2 separate regions of the Mus musculus genome follow, and region 1 is linked to region 2. A link is a contact called in public Hi-C data. All regions are on one chromosome and are shown on one strand. Each heading gives the region's core, a stretch centred on a gene start, on an enhancer-like site or on the middle of the called end of the contact. The rest is flanking DNA. Distances are from core to core; before and after follow the strand shown. Region 1 has its middle 28 kb from the start of Sema7a. Region 2 holds the start of Scamp2 (secretory carrier membrane protein 2).

Evidence for each region. A called contact is a pair of places that touch in the nucleus more often than the background predicts.
Region 1: a Hi-C map of B cells shows a contact between it and region 2, with 21 read pairs. The contact joins the enhancer-like site here to the promoter of Scamp2 in region 2. A contact is called at or near these places in 1 of 484 Hi-C or Micro-C datasets (B cells) and 1 of 115 datasets of contacts at active chromatin or transcription factors (pancreatic cancer cells).

Annotation. Positions count from the first base shown.
Region 1 is chr9:57,965,997-57,970,067 of GRCm38.p6, forward strand. No RefSeq gene overlaps it. Among named protein-coding and RNA genes, the nearest start is that of Sema7a, 28 kb to the left of the region's middle. Within about 2 kb of position 1,730, at least 95 of the 459 cell types and tissues checked have an H3K27ac peak or open chromatin away from gene starts, as enhancers often do. A contact at or near this core is called in B cells, where this site is marked.
Region 2 is chr9:57,559,622-57,564,373 of GRCm38.p6, forward strand. It overlaps Scamp2 (secretory carrier membrane protein 2), which reads left to right and starts at 1,323. Exons shown (of 9, transcript NM_022813.3): 1 at 1,323-1,489. The coding sequence starts at 1,433.

The DNA.
Region 1 (4,071 bases), core at 480-2,979, 410 kb after region 2:
GACCACATCCCGGAGGCAGTTGGTGCCAGAACCGCTGGCCTTGACCCTGACAAGGGTTCTGCACTTAGACAGGCAGTTGCTCCAGGTTAAGCAGAGTAAATGGTCTTAGAGAGGCACAGAGAAGGGACCATCTTTAAGGTTGGGCCTGCATCACCTTGGACAGACACAGGCCTGTTACTTGACCTAGCTATTGCTCCTGCAGCTACAGATGTCATTTATCAACTGTGGTATTTCTTTCTCCTGACTCAAATGAGTGTTTTCCTCTACAACTGTACCCTTCTGGGGTCACTGTGCCCTCCAAATGTGACTTACCTGATTTAAGATGTCTAGGAATGGTAAAAGACACACTGGACTTCAAAAAAATCTAAATACGGGACAGGCATTTATCTTAAATTGCTATGTGGACAACACATTGCAATGACAGATTTGGTTTGTTGTTGTTGTTACTATTTTGTTTTATTTGAGGTGTGTCTGACTGTGTAGCCCTGGCCTGGAACTCACCATATGTACCACTCTGGCCTCAAACAGAGACTGCTTACCTCTGCCTCCCAAGTGCTAAGATTAAAGGCATGTGCCACTACACCCGGCTATTTTTAAAATCCATTTTTTTTTTTGTTATGGATACATGTATACACCTTCGTGACTTCATGTGCTCCTTGTGTTCCGGTGCCCTGGAAGCCAGAGGGTGTTGGATCTCCAGGAGCTGGAGTTACGGGTAGTTGTGAACTGCCTGATATGGGTACCGGGTGAGGACCCACGTCCTATAAGAAAACAGTGAGTGCTCTTAAATTCTGAGCCACCTCTCCAGCCTCCCCCGTCCCTCACAATCTATTTGTTTTATTTTATTTTTGAGACAGAGTTGCACTGTGTAACTTTGATAGGTCTGAAACACACCCCACATAGACCTTGAACTCACAGAGGCTCCTTCTGTTGCTGCTGCAGGCTGCTGGGATTACAAATCTATGTCTCTGCACCCAGCTAATTTCACCCATTTAAAAAACAAAACAAAACAAGACAAAACAAAACAAGACAAAACAAAACCTTTTTCCTAATGTGGCTTACTAGAAAATTTATAATTATCTCTGTAGCTCAATATCACATTTCTACTGGCCAGCACAGAGCGTGGAGAATTTTGTCTTGTTCCCAAATGAATCTCCAGCAGTTAGAACAGTGTGGGACATATAGTAGGTGTTCAGTAAGATGGTCACAGATGGAATGAGGGAGCCCATGTTCTGCAGGGAGAGACCAGTTCACCCAGTGGAACATAGTTGTTGTTCGGAGCCCATGTGGATCTTCCACCACTGGGTTGCTGCCCCCATCGGTGCTTTTTAGCTTGTAGCTCTTCTGCCACTCAGAAGGGCAGCTCAAGGGGGACCTGGATGCCTGGGTGAATGCCCTGCTCCCTTGAGAGTTTTCTAAGAGGGGACTTTCAATTCCTTCTGCTCAGGAAGCCGGGCAGCTTGCAAATGGTATGGAAATCACCTCTCCACACAATGTTTGCATAGGGGGTTGATGGAGATGTGTCCAGTCCACTTTCTGTCCCCCAACACCGGTCCCTAGGGGCAAAAGAGGAAACTCTGAAGGCCTTGAGGTCCTGGTGGGGTGATGGTGACTTACAGGGGAATGGGCCACCTTAGTCTTTCCCCAGTGAACAAAGCCTTATAGCCTGGAGCATCCTTGTCTCTCAAATCGAACAGGAGCCTAAAAATAGTCTGCAGTTCCAGCCTCCCCCACAGCCACCCGCGCCAAGCCGGGCCCGCGCCCGCCAGCTCCTCCGCAATCCAGACTGTCTGCACAATCTGCCCAAGCCACTGGCCGGCTCCTCTGTGTCCTGGCCCTGGGGACCCTGAGTCAGCACTCCTCTCTTCGGCCTGCTGAGGTCTGCCTCCTGTTCTGCCCACCCAAACAAACTGAGCCCACTGGTTCCTGGGCTTCCAGATAATGGTGACCTAGCCACTTGGTTCTCGTGGGGACTTAGGCAAACTGCAGGTCTCCAGGCAATGGAAGCTTTGGGCAAAGCCGAGAGCTTGCGAGAGAGCCTGCAGCATGTGGCAGAGAGTAGGAGCCACTGGGGTTACGTGGGGATGATTAAGAAGGATTCAGGAGAGGTATGAGACCAGCGATGGCAGTTGGCTCCATCCTACATACAGACTCCTCTGGGTAGAGCGGCATCTCTGTCCAGCCATTCATATTTCATGCTGCACTTAGGAGTGTCTCCCTATTTTAGGGCTTCCACACTTTTCGGTAAGAAGTCCTATGTCTTCCTGCCTTGAAATTCTTGGACTTTCCATCTTCTGGGCACTGCAGGGAAAAGGGAGGCCTGTTCTCATAGGCCCAGTGAGGGTAAGTCCTTTGTTTTAGATGTGGGACCAGGGCTCCATGTCCTGATTCCCAGCCTGGAGCCCTCCTCCAGCTCTGGTCATGGTTGCTGGGTACTGTAAGGAGCACATCAAGTTTGACCTATAGGGCTTAGAGGTTCACTCTTGAGAGAGCTTTCCTGTGGCAAAAATGAGTGAGCAGGTGACACAGCAGAAGTGTGAGTTCCCCCATGCTCCCTGCTGCAGGAAGTGGGCCGGCAGAAGCCACAATCACCTTCCTCTCCCCGGGACAGCTTTAGGGGACGCCAAGAGGAAGACACTGAGATCCTGGGATGGTTCTTCCTATGGCCGGCGCCAGAATTCTATTAACAAAGCCCCGTCTTACCGTGTCATTTCCCAGTAGCCCTTGGAGGCAGAGTCATGGTGTAGATTCTACAGTCCGCCATTAGACAGACAGGGAGAGGATGCCCTGGAGAACCAGTCTCATGCCCAGAATTACCTGATCTTTAGAGCCAGGCCTAGAAGCCAGGGCTCCTGACTGCCTGTTCCCGCCTACACACAGCCCCCTCCCCCAAGAAAGCAGGGGTGGGCAGAATCTAGAGGGTTCCCATCAAGGTGAAGGTGTCGGGGGTGGGGTGGGACATTTCAAAACCTTGAGGTTTTCTCACCTCCATGTCACCTCTGCTTCTTAGCAGATGTGAGACCTTTTCACTGTGCACATTGGCCTCTTGGGATAGGCCAGATAGTTTTAGGACCTTTGCCCCTGGCTCTGAGTGTCTCTGTCTCCCAGCTGCCTCAGGAGCCCTGACTCACTCTGCATCCTGCATGACTAGGGCTCTATCTAGTCTTCATTTCTTTTTCTGTTGCTGTGAAGAAATATTCTGACAAAAGCAATTTTAGGGAGATAAAGTTTACTCCGGCTCAAAGTTTAAGGATTAACGTTCATTGTGACCAAGAATTCAAAGGGTAGCGGGAGCCTGGATCAGTTGGTGGCATTGAGTAACACACTCAAGAGGCAAAGAGCGGTGATCAGATACTGTCCCAGAGTCCTCTCTCCACTTATCACCTAGGCTCCCCTGACCAGGGCGTGGTCTCACCTCTAATTAACATAGTCTTTCCTCATTAATTAATCTCATTTCCATTCTCCATAGGCATGCCTAGAGGCCCATCTCTCAGATGGTTCTAGATGGTGTCAGGTTGGCAATCCACACCGGCCACCACAGGAACCCAGAGTCACTTCTCAGCTGGGTCAAACTGTAGCCCTAGGAGAGTTTTCAGATTGGGCCTGGGAATGAGGAGGTGTAGGGCCTGTTGCCTAAGCCAGCCCTTCCTGAACTCCACCTGTAGACTCTTGACCTCATCTGGAGACACCCCTACCCCAGGCCTAAGCACAGGCAAAGCAAGAAGATGCAATGGGACCTCTGCCCCCTGTGATCAGAGGCTCGGTTTGCTACTGTCTCAGGCTCATTCTCTCTGTGTGTCCCCCCACCCTCACCCCCGTTTTCTCTTGAGCCTGTTTTCTTGTTTTCACTCACGTGAAACACACATGGGAGAGGAGAGGGGCAGCACACGCTTGCGCACAAGCACACAGGCACCAACATCTGGGCTGCTCACTTGAGTAAACACACAGACATCTGTGCACATGTTCACTTCAGTCTGTCGCCTTTCCAGGGTCCTTGGGGAATGTGTGTGTGTGAAGCTCTCTTTGTATGCTCTCTACTGGGAACTGGAAGACACAGGCTGAGAACACCAT
Region 2 (4,752 bases), core at 73-2,572:
TGCTGCTGTGCCTGGTGACCTGAGTTCAGTCCCTGAAAATCACATAAATGTGGGAGGAGAGAACCAACTCCACATTAGCCCCTAACACATGCGCTCCCATCCACCCCTCATGTGCACACAGCATCACTACTACCACTACAAGAATGACTACTACTACCACCATGACTATTAAAAAAAAAAAAAAAAAAAAAAAAAGCTTAAACGAGATCACTGGGTAGTTCTGAAGTGGACCTGTCAGATTACTGTTGATAAACTCCCCAGGATGTAGAAAGATGATGTCTTCATTGTAAATAGTTTTGTTTGAGATTCTTAGGAAATATCTTGGAAAAGGACATGAACATTCAAGCTTTAAGCCTGATTCATTTTACTCTAACATAAAATATACACATAGTAAAGGAATATTAACTTTATGTCAACAGCCTTTAACAGTAAATGGTAATTATGCTGGAATTTTTTTTTTCTTAGCTGGTGAGAAGAGTATCAATCAGACTCTAGGATGAGAGATTCCTCAAACCTACAAACAATAAAAAGGCAACAAAACCAAGAAAAGCAAACCAACCTGCCAAAAACCCTGGAAAAACAATAACCAAACAACCAAAAGCAAACAAAACAAAACAAACAAACAACCCCCCAAATAAAAACAAAACAAACAAACCAAAACCACAAAAATCAAAAAACCCATCTGGTTGCAACACAAGAATAGACCAATCAGTAGCGCTGTTCTATTCCAGGGTAAGAAACGATTCAAGCTAGATTTCACAGCGGCCCGAAAGACATGGATAAATAAGTTTGTGAGTTTGTGAGTGAATTAACTACCACCTCTAGGATATCTATGAAATCACAGGAGGGTGGAGCCTAAAAGAAATCCTGCTTATCTAGGGCAGGGGTTGATGCAAGGTCTTCCAGCTTTATCCTGGAGCACAGTTGTTCAGATAACTCCTGTTTGACATGTCTCCCCTGTCCTTTTGGTCCGGGACTTGCTCGAACGCCTCAATTTTGCCCTCTAGGAATGAATGCATGATCCTTTCCTGCCAGTCCTTTATTTGGAAGCTCAAAATAAATACACATAGGAAGGAAGACATCAGAAGAGATTCTGCACCGGAGGACTAAGTGGATAGAAGGTTTGGGTATGTAGCTCAAGGCTACACCTATGTCTATTATTCGTGAGACCCTGGATTCTATCCTCAGCATCTCTGGAGATAAAAAGAAAGTGGATGGAGACAGAATGAATAACCTTCGCTTTCTAATAGGCTGGGCAGGGGCGGAACGGACCTTTGTGACGTCCAGGGCCACGCCCCCACAGAGGGCGCTACGCCTGCGCCAGAACGGCTGCCTTGCTCCCGGAAGTGGAGGGTTTACACTGTGTGCCGCTGGGTCTGAGTGACCAAAGGCAGTAGCGCTCGCGGAGATCACCCGCTGGCCCTCGATCACCATGTCGGCCTTCGACACTAACCCCTTCGCGGACCCAGTGGACGTAAACCCCTTCCAGGTAGAACCCCCAATTCTCAGATTTCTTTAGGGAAAAGGGCTGCGGCCTGGGCCTCTTTCGCCAGAGCCGGGGACGTGGCGTAGGAGGGACGGATCACCTGTCCAATGGGAGAGCGGTATCTGAAGGCTGGCCTATCATAGTTTGTATGGAGGCGGGACTTTGCAACAGGTGGAACTGCGGCAAGGGGGCGGGGCGCTGTAAAGAAGTGGGCACTTAGAGCACCCCGGGTTGTAGCCCATCCGACCGGCCTCTGCTGGAGAAAAGGGCCAAGCACGCGCTTATCCTGGGGAGGTGTCTTAGAGTCAGAAAGGGAAGCAAAATGTTGCTGTGCCATTTCTACAGTCTTGGGGGATCTACCTGTATTGAGTCATCCTAGGAGAAAGGCTCATTGAAACATAATGAGGAAGTAGAAGTCTGTTGGGGTGGAGAAATGTGGAGATAACCCAACACCTAACAGCAACAGCAGTAGCGAAGCAAGCATCTAAAGTACAGGAGAGTCCCTAGTGTTTATCAAGAAGGCTGAGAGAGGGTAGGAAGAGAGGCCAAGCCAGAAAATTACTTATTGGCCAAGCACTTTGTTTGGATTGAGTTTGGGCCACACACTTTGAGGAGAGGGAGGTGAAGGAGCTTGGAGCCCAAGGTACACGGGTCTGACAAATCTGCATGGGTGGTTACCGGCCTGACCTTTGGAACTTTGAAAGAATACAACAGTCTTCGGACCTAAGCCAAAACCTTCGCGTGGAGAACGCAGAGATGCCCAGTTGTCTATGTTGAAGAACTGGAACTCCTTTTAGTGCCAAGGCGCGTTCTACTTCTCCTTTCATGTCTGCCCGAAACCAGTTTGAGGGACGCATGCTTGTGATGACTGGGGATTTATGAGCGCAGCTGTTCCTCCGGTGTTAGTATGTCACCAAGCTCTTGAATTCGTCTTGCTGGTGCTTTATTTTGGTCCTCTACAGCTTCAGCATTTCCTGAAGGTGTTGGAGAAGTCCACTGAGCTTTTCCAGGGTGGGTCCTTCCAAGGGTGGGAGCAAAGCAAAGGCGCCTTGAACTAGATGGTTATACACTCAGGGAGTAGAGTATGACCATCTTCTCTTTTGAAGTTTTGCAGTAATGGGATTGAACCAGAGCTTTGTTCGTTCTAGGCAAATCCTCCACCGCTGTGCATATTGGGTAACACTGAGCCCTTGGATTATTTATAACAGGATCTCTTCATCTAACACAGCCTGGCTCTGAACGCCCTATGTGTCTGTCACATGGTGGTCTTGAACTTGGGGTCCTTCCTCTACCTCCCAAGTGCAGCCATAACTAGCTCGAGCCACCACACCCAGCCAGGCCGAGAGTGGAAATTTTATGCTTCTTTCCCAAGGTGACCTAGCTGATAGGAACCCTTGGGCAGATTTTGGTAGTTGATTCCTTGCTACACTGGGGAGTTTAGAATATATTCTTGTAGCTTAATGCTTCTTGACAGAGCCTTTGCAGGGAACATGTCTCTTACATAAGGCAAACGTTTGCCTCTATTAGTTTAGTGAGGAGAAGAGTATTTGCATTTTTCCTGTTGCTGTCTTCTGCTAACTCCTTTGATTTAATGATAGATTGTTTTATAGTACTGGGGTTCTGTTATGTATAGCAAAAGTCCAGCAGTCTCTGGGAGTGTGTGGTATATATGATGTTCCTCTGTCCGGTTATAGTCTGTCAGAATTAGAAATGCTTTGCTGCTCTCAGGGTCAGCCAGCTGCCCCACTTTGCGGCAGATCTTCTCCAGGGATAACAGAGGGCAGGATTGGGCTGCCCTGGATTAGGAGTAGCTCCTTGAAAGTCTTAAAGTTCATCTCTGGCCTCAGAAATGACTGGGCAAAGTGTGAGTAACTTTAGAAGTAACAAAGCAAGGTCTGCATTGCAGTCAAGTAAGACAGTTTGTCCAGGCAGTCTCAGGAGATGGCAGGACAGGAAGCAGCTTTTGGCTTGCAAACCGGCAACATCTGGAGGGGAATCCTGTGTGGAAAGAAGAGGGCTTGGCTGATGGTGATACACTCCCCCTCATACTGGAATGACTGTTCATCCTTGGCAGGAAGCGGTGTGAGGAGAGGCAGCCTTGTATCTGATGCTGGAGCCCCTTCTGGTCAGAGCTGCCCTCCCTTCCTTTAGGAGAGTGTGAGCTGCTTCCCTATTGCCAGGGCTGGGGCACTGGGAGGGCGTAGGCCTTGGGTGACTAGGTGTGAGTCCTCAGCTTCATTTACTCAGGGTGTTGGCTCAGCGCTCAGGAGAGAGCAGGTGGGGAGGTGACAGACTCAAACTGTCACACCTAGTGAGTCTGGAGAACAGCTTTTCTTTTCTTTTTTTTCCTTTTCCTTTTCTGTCATACCATATCATGGTGGATTACAAACTATACTTACTATTTGGAGTCTGCGGCTGACAGTTAGGGACTGTAAATGTTCTTAGAAGTCTATCCTAGCGTCTTCAGTTCAGCTTTACAAAAGGCAAGATTCCAGTGAGACTGGGACATGCTAGAGTCAACAGAAGCATGCCAGAATTACCCTCACACAGAATTTAGACCTGGGTTGTGGTTGTTTTAAAGATTCTCAAATCTCATGCATATACATTGTGTTAAACTGTCCAGGGGTTATTTTAGGTCAGCTAAGGAAAGACTGTAGTACTGACGCTCTTGTCACTTTTACTGTTTTTTGGAGCCATGGTCTAACTGGCATGCCTGGATCGTGCAGTCCTCTTGCCCCTGGCACCTGAGTGCTGGGAGACCTTGCCAGCGTAGCCTTTCCTTCTTCAATCGAGAGTTCTGGCAGTGGTCATTAAATCAGCATCCACTAAGCTTTTAAACTTTTAAAAGTGTTTTACATTTATTTAACATGTTCTTGCTGTGTTACATGATAGAGGTCAGAGGACAACTTGCAGGAGTCAGTCCTTTGCTCCCACCATGAGTCTCAGGAATCGAACCTCAGGGCTTAGTGAGCTCTCTTGTCCTGAGCCATCTCATCATCAGTTAGTGTGAAGGGATGGAGTAATTTTATCTTTTGTTTTGTTTTGTTGTTACTGAGAATTGAACTGATTTGAGTATGCTACACAAGTACTCTACCTTGAGGCAGTCCCTGAGAGAGAGAGAGAGAGAGAGAGAGAGAGAGAGAGGAGTGTGTGTGTGTGTGTGTGTGTGTGTGTGTGTTGACTGCTTTTGTTTTGAGATGGGATCTTTCTGTGTAGCCCTGGCTGTCCTGGAATTCACTATGTAGACCAGGCCGGCCTTGAACTTA